Regions from separate parts of the Mus musculus genome. Here region 1 is linked to region 2. A link is a contact called in public HiChIP or PLAC-seq data. All regions are on one chromosome and are shown on one strand. Each heading gives the region's core, a stretch centred on a gene start, on an enhancer-like site or on the middle of the called end of the contact. The rest is flanking DNA. Distances are from core to core; before and after follow the strand shown.

Evidence for each region. HiChIP or PLAC-seq counts read pairs in DNA pulled down with a chosen protein or histone mark.
Region 1: an H3K27ac HiChIP or PLAC-seq map of microglia shows a contact between it and region 2, with 7 times the contacts expected there. The contact joins the promoter of 1110051M20Rik here to the promoter of Mtch2 in region 2. A contact is called at or near these places in 6 of 39 promoter capture datasets (embryonic stem cells, hematopoietic stem and progenitor cells, hippocampal neurons and 2 more), 2 of 115 datasets of contacts at active chromatin or transcription factors (bone marrow-derived macrophages and microglia) and 1 of 9 other capture datasets (adipose tissue).

The regions. Positions count from the first base shown.
Region 1 is chr2:91,443,378-91,447,358 of GRCm38.p6, reverse strand. 1110051M20Rik (RIKEN cDNA 1110051M20 gene) reads left to right here and starts at 2,645. Exons shown (of 9, transcript NM_175123.5): 1 at 2,645-2,790. The coding sequence starts at 2,745.
Region 2 is chr2:90,845,256-90,849,167 of GRCm38.p6, reverse strand. It overlaps Mtch2 (mitochondrial carrier 2), which reads right to left and starts at 2,013. Exons shown (of 13, transcript NM_019758.3): 1 at 1,783-2,013. The coding sequence starts at 1,869.

The sequences.
Region 1 (3,981 bases), core at 1,396-3,895, 600 kb before region 2:
TCTCCTTGGAAGCACAAACATTATCAGAAAGGTCATCATACTTATCATTGTTTGCTTTCAGTTCTTAATAGATGGATAATTCGAAGGATATAGAAAAAAAATACCAAGAAAGAAGACATAGTTAGTAATTACACCAGTAGGAACAGCCAATATATTTCTATGAAATCCCTGATATTTAAAGCTCTAGACTAGTAACCTCTTGTCCTTTCTAGGCTTCCTTACAAATACAGTGTTTAGAACACTTAGAGTGGAAGACTAGCTTTTAGCATAAGGATCCTTGGAACTTTAACAGAAGGAATGGAACTGTAGAAAAGACCTACACATCTCTCCAGCGATGACATCTTGTTCTTATTTAGCTTTCTTTGAGTCATTAACAGTCAGGCGCCACTGGTGCTGAAACTTATCATTATTATAACCGCAAATGGGTTAATGTCCAAACAAAGCTCTATTCTTGGGGCTGGTTCCCAGCTTCACCACACAGACCCCAATAGCAGCACTCTCCAAGTCCCAGGATAATGTTCCACAAATAAGAGGATGTCAAGTGTGTAGCCTGAATTCAAAACTTTCTGCTTTTATCTGGGAGCTCCCAGTCGCTTGCAAGACAGAACAAAAAGAAAAATAAGTAAATAAACACCAACCCAACAATCCCTAAAAAAGATTGTGTGGTTTAGTGGTCAGACCACTAGCCTGGATGTTGATGTAGTGGAGATCCACTTCCAGCCCTCCCACTGGCTAGATGGATGATATTAAGCAAGTCCCTTTTTTTATGACCCATGCCTCAGTTCTCCTACTTAGAAACAGGGTAATTGCCTTAGTTCTCATGAGGACACATGAAAATATGTGAAAATCATCTGAAAATCAGATTTCTTGGGAGTAAGACAACATGGTCATCGTTAACAAATACCATCCTAGAGATAGGGTTGTAGCCAGTTGATAGAGTGCTTGACTAACATGGCTGCTTTCCATACCAGCTTCAAATAAAACAGACTTGGTGTTCCATGCTTATAATCTCAGCAATCCAGAGATGGAGGCAGGGGGATCAGAAGTTCAAGGTCATCTTTGGCAACCTAGTGAGTTTCAGGCCAGCCTGAGATATGTAAGACTCTATCTCAATTTTTAAAATTTTATTATTACTCTATTTACATTACAATAATAATAAGCCCAATATGAAAAATCATTAAATTTCTATACCCTCAAGCTGCATGGAGGAGGGGTAGAGGAAGGAGAAGTTAATTATTTTTAACAAAACTTGCAGGACTTCATATCAACAACTACCAACCTGGAAAATTCATTACCTCAGAACACCAAACACTGTCCCTTGTGTGGCTCTGTCCCTTTCTCCTTACCACATCCAAATTCAGAGTGACTCACAGGAGCCTAGAATTGAGACATATATACAAATTTAAGGGAAAGGGAGAATTACAAGGTCTGAGTAGCTCCTTTGGGGAGACTAAGAATAGGCCCCTCAGAACATAAGAGAAGAGCCTCCTCTTTACTTACTCCAGTGTAGGTGGTCTGTGGGATTCCCAGTCACTCCTTTGATGACATCAATTTCGTTTTCTTTCTTTGTCACAAAACCTCTCCTCTTTCGAAAACTTCTCCTTGTTGAAGGGGCAGGGACTTACTTCAAAACAAAACAAAACAAAACAAAACAAAACAAAAGTGAGGATCGAGTGGCTTTTTCTGCTAGGTTTGGACTGTGACACTGTACAGATCTCTTTCCTGTTCTTGCACAGAGAGAGGAGATAAGAAAATCTGGTTATTTGAAAAGAAAGGAATAGTCTTTCTTCTTCAGAAAGGATAGAGCTGAGGATATGTAATAAATGCTCTAGTTTCTGACCCATTTCCTTTGAGAAATGAAGTGACTTTGTAGGAAAAAGGAAAGGCACTTGGACAAGATGTCAAATAATAGGAAGTAGAAGCAGTCTCAAACGGCTAAAGGGAATTTGAGAGGAATGGTCATTAACTTACAGAGGACTTGATGAGTAGTTTTAAAAATTGCATTTTACCGGGTGTAGGGGCACACACCTTTAAAACATTAAAACCTCTGAGAGCTGCAGGCTCAGGCAGATCTCTTAAATTCAAGGCTATCCTGGTCTACACATCAAGTTCTAAGCCCGACTGGGCAATACAGTGAGACCCTGTCGAGATATATATTTGGGGCAGGGGATTTGTGGAGGTCAGAGGACAACTTGGAGGAGTTGGTAGGCTGTTTTCACCACATGGGGTCCCTTGGATTGCTCAGTGGCCCTTAGTAGTATCTCTATGCTAAAGACGTATCCCCGACCTCCAGAAGCTGCCAAGATACAAAGAACATTTTGTACCAACTTGAAAGAGTAAATCCTAAAAGTGATTAATAATAGATAATGAGATCTCAGTGTTAGGCGAGGCCATACATGATCATTATTGTTAGAATAAACAGAAACTATGAAATCCAGAAATTGCAGATATGAGCCACTGATAGTAATTCTTCAGCATCACAAAATACGACACATTCAGAGAATTTAATTCACAGATTCTAAAACCAAATCCCAAAAATAGGAGTTAAAGAAAATCAGACTCTAAGTGACTGCTTCCGGAACTTGTGTGATAGGCTCTACGTTGCCAGTCGGAGACTGTTTACGTGACACCCTCTCAGCCTTCTAGTTCTCCTCTGGCCGCCTGGGTGCCATGGCAACAGAGACAGGCTGTAACCTGGGTTCCGGAAGAAGAAAGCTGGAGCGTGGAAACTACCCGGTCAAAGGATGCTGAGTCCCGAGCGCCTAGCTCTACCGGACTACGAGTATCTGGGTAGGGGCTTTTTTCAGCGTCGGGAAAAGAAAGGAGTAATGTGTTAGGGGAAGGAGTGGGTAGGAGACAGGGGCGGAGCCTGAACGGTAGCGGGTCTGGATGGGACGGGAGGACAGAAAGAAGGGGTTCTAGGGCCTGAGCCTGAATGTAGGGCCAAACCTGGATGAAAAATAACATTTATGGAGTAAAGAATGGCTGAATTATATGGACTGGCTCTCAGGCAATGAGGACTGCATTCTAAGTAACACAATTAAGAATCTGAGGCCCCAAACAAGGCTATTATTGATAGGTTTGTATTGACGCAAACTTGGCATCTGAAATGACTTCAGTCATTTTGTAAATAATAATTTTGCCTTCATAGTGCACGGTTATTTCGAGCTTTTCATTTTCATTAGGCATTCTGCACGAGGTAAGCATTTTGCATGCAGCATTATCATAGAAGGGATTGCTGTGTTTGCTACTTTACAGATGGAGACACTAAGGCTAAAGAGACAATTGCATAAGACCTCATACAGTTAGTATTAGGATCAGATTTTCCCCTTGCAGAACTTGACCTTACCCTTGAGCTAAGGCTGTGTGGTACTAAGTACTGTACTTTGCTAAGCACCCTGCAGTGAGTGTGTAACACATTTACTGTATACGTTTGTGTATACACTTATTTTTTTAAAACATTTTTTATGATATTTATTTTTTATTTATATAAGTACACTGCAGCTGTCTTCAGACACACATTAGAAGAGTGCATTGGATCCCATTACAGTTGGTTGTGAGCCACCATGTGGTTGCTAGAAATTGAACTCAGGACCTGTGGCAGAGCAGTCAGTGCTCTTAACCGCTGAGCCATCTCTCCAGACCTTGTGTATACACTTATATGCACACATACACATTTAAAAGTTCATAGCTTAAACATTTAGAGTAGTTTTAAACTTAAAGAGGACTGAGCTGATAGTAGAGTTTTTTCCCTCTGTATCTTCTATTTAGCTTCTATTATTAATTTCTTGTGTTAGTGTGGTACATTTCTTGCAACTGAATATTAGCTCAGTGTGATTACCAACAGCCTATAGTTTATATTAGGGTCCACTCTTTGTATTGTACAGTTTTCTGGACTTGGACAAATTCATATTCTCATATATCCACATTAAGATGTAAAACAATCTTTTCATGGTTAAAACTCCTCTGTGCATCCCCCAT
Region 2 (3,912 bases), core at 764-3,263:
TCATTGATGAAGTATCATCCTTATCAGCCTTTTGTTCTGCTGGATAGATTAAGACTGGGTTCAATAAACTCCAACTTTCCCTTTGAGTTGAGTCTATAGAGTAAACCATGTGACTAGATTATTAAACTGAAAACAGAACAAGGAAACAAACCATTGTGTCAGGAAAGCCTAGTTTACCGATAAAGCTGACATATTTTTTACAATATTTTTCATATTTGAACAAAATAAAATATTCACTGAGCCATCGTCAAATGCCTACCTACATGGATAACTAGACAACAAAGGCAAATGCATACAGCTGGGTAATTCACTTACAAAAATAATTACAACTTAGGTCCACGTTAAATGTACAGACTCATTAGCAATATACAGAGCCATAAAAATTAATGATTGCCATTTTATTTGTACAATATATTCAGTGATTATAGTGCCAAAGGGATACTTGAGATTAAAAAAAAAAATACAGGGCAGTTTGGGCTCTACTGTTGCAATTCTTCCTTCTGAGTTAAAACCCCCTCTCTGAACTCACTGAAAGTGCAGCTTTAAAGTAGTATTTGGGAATTTCATCAACCTCCTGAGATACTTGGCAACGCACGAGGTATTGTGAAATCAGAATTTAGGATATTGGATTGTTGAGGCAAAAACACTGAATGTCACTAAAATCACTGTTCTTTGAGAACTATTGAGTAGTGAGTTCATACGTGTACTGCGAAATACTGTCAATTCTGTTCTAGACACAGATTTCACTCTGCGCTTCAACATCTACACTTATATTAGTCAACTTAGCAACAATTTGTATGAAGAACAATTTAAAAATGAAGTCCATTCTAGAGTCTTGCTTTTTTTTTTTTCTCTTTTCAGAATGGTAAACATTGAGGACAGGGATTCTAAAGCCTGCTTCCTTCCAGGACACACAATGCATGAGGTATGGCAATCCTCAATAAATGCTTAAAAATGGCCCTGATCAGCACAGGGAAAGTTAGAAGAGCAATTGAAAATACTATCACCAGCTAAAAGTAGGCCTCCTTACCCATGAATATAAATGACCACTTTAGAAATATTTTATAGCAGATTGGCAAGGGAGGCAAGAGAGACATCCGGGGTTTGATGTTACATTTAAACTCGCTAAAGTGTTTAAACAGAACTGATTTCCAGCTCTAACCAACGTGATTTTCATTGTCATGAACCACATGGGTTACTGTGAAAGCGCTCAATGGATCCTCAGGAAATCTGATTTCATTATCACTTCTCAATGCGCTCCTTGTGTATATCCGGGTATCTGGTGTTAAAATCTCTGAACGGGAATAGAAGTAGAAACAGCAAATAGAAAAACCGAGTAAGAACAATAAGATGTTGGCTTTCCTAGAATTTTAAATTTGCCCATAGATGAGTTATTTCACGTCTCGAGTTTGAGATATTTCGCTGAGGAGGAGTGAACGAGGTGAGGTGAACGCCAGTATCAGAGGGGCGACAAGAAAAGGGTTGGGAAGCCCTCGGTGGCAACCGGCCAGGATCAGGGAAAGGAAAAACAAAGTTGAGAAGAGTCACCGGCCAGGGAAGGCAAGGGTGGCAGTTGGCTGCAGAAAGGGAGCCGGCCTGCCCGGGGCGAGCCTCGGGATGTCTCCGAGAGGGGCGCGAGGCCGTGGAAGTTGTTCCTGAGGGGAGAGAAGGGCAGCATCTCGAGAGGGTGAAGGCCTGGGACGCAGAGCCAACCCAAAGGCGCAGAGGGCGGTGGCGACCTGACAGGACGCGGGCGGGGAAGGAAAGGGCGACGACTCATACCTGGATGAGCACTTTCACGTACATGAGCGGCTGGGACAGGATGGTGAGACCGGAGCCCAGGAGCACCTGACTGGCCGCGTCCGCCATGATGGCACCCGCGGACGGACGGACAGACGGAGTCACCAAGCGACACAGCCGGTTCCAGATCACGTGTCGGGGGCGCCGGCTTCACTGGCCCGCCCGCGGCGCGCCGCCCGCTTAGGCTCCGCCCACCGGCCCGCCCAAAGAAACGGCAGGCGCTCGCGAGGGGCCGCCTGGGGCGGGGCTTGTGGGAGGGACGCGCATGCGTCTGGGCGTGGGCTCCTCGCGCCTCTAGGAAAGGCGATTTCTCTTGCGCCTGCGCAAGCCGGAAGTGTCCGGAAGGAGTAGGGAGGGAATGGTAATGATGGGGTGGTGGTGGGGTGACCCTGACGGCAAAGGCAAGGTCAGCGGACTAACAACTGGAAGAACTGAGTTATACTCCTATCCTCTTTCAGGCTTTGACGACGTAAAGTTTGATGGTTGTTTTCCGTTAGAGTTGTCATGTCTAATGAACAACAGATCCTGTCTGGCTTAACAGTGAATTCTGCAGGTCCCTGATTTTGCGTTTACCATTAGCTCAGTGGTAGAGCACTTCCCGACATCCTTGCTTTCAGTCCTCAGTACTGGAAAGAAAAAGCAACTACAACAAAATGTGCCCCCTCGGGGTCAGATGTGGCGGCACAGACCCTTAATCCAGCACTTGGGAGGCAGAGGAATGTGGATATGTGAGTTCAAGGCTAATCTGGTTTACAAACTGGATACCCGGTAAACCAGGGTTACATGGTGACATACTGACCAAAAAAAAAAATTTTTTTTTCATGTCTTCTCTGACTACTCGAAATCCATTTTATCCGTATTTCCTACCCGTTGCCTTGTGACACCTGTCACTGGGAAATTGTCTTTGACAGTTGAGAGTGTCAACTCTGGGTTCAGGAACCGAGATGGCCTTTGTACACTATTTTCCCCCAGTGCCTGGCATGTACCAGTGCTCAAGATTTATTAAAGCTCAGTGCCAATCGGGCTACCCAGGCTGTTAGAGGCAAAATGAAGAAAAGGCATTGCTCCAGCTCTGGCCCCTTTGTTCTGTAGCAGACACCACTTAGTGCAAGCACTTAGTGTGTACTGCTGAGAATGAACAAGGAACCGAGTTTGGAATCTGGCTTTCCTTTTGGATCCATGTGTCACTTTCCTTTTTAAATTTTTTAGTGTTTGTATCTAAATATAAGGACAATGCAACTAACTCAGTGTATTTTTATGAACATTAAGTGAAACTGTATATATGGAGTTTTTGAGAAATTGGCTGAAATACAGAAGTTAGTCCTAATATGGCCTTCTATTCAGCCCAGAACTAGCTGATATTGGGAGGCAGTTTGTAGGTCAGGCACACGGGCTTTGAAGTCCAATGGGCCTCATCCAAAGTCTACCTCTGCCAGTTACAGTGTGACCTTATATAGGTCATCCCAACTCTTCAAAACTTTTAAGCAAATAAGTATAATAATATCCACTTCAAAACATTATCTCAAAGCAATATGGACCTAGCCTGGCATACACAACAAAAATGCAATAGTAAATGGTAGCTTTTTATTCTAAAAAAATTACATGTTGCTCTTAATTAAACACAGTTCTCAACATGACTTAGAAACAGCAAGACCATTAAGAAGGGTATTTGTGCATGGGTGGTGAAGGAAAAAAAATTCTATTTGCCTGTGAGCAATGAGAGGCTCAGAATGTCGCGGGGCTGAAGGGTTGGGCACCTGAGGATGTCCCACCACATTCCTAATGGTTCATGGCAAAAGCTACCCATGACGTTATGGGACAGAGAACTGGAGTCGGAATTATAAGTAAAGGAAGAGCACAGTTCAAACGGGCCATTTGTAAAGATGTGATATGAATGACAATCCCTGATAAGAGTTCAGTGTGGTGACCCTAGAATGGGTTACTTAGTAACTTATATTCAAGCTAGGAGGATAAGAAAAGTCAAAGGTGGGGAGGGAGGGAGAGAGAACAGCACCTTGGCATAGGCCAGCTTTGGGAAAAGAAAAGAGGGGATGGTAAGTAATGTGAAAACTTCCCAGAGGCAGAAAACAGAGCCCAGAAAAGAGAGGGGCT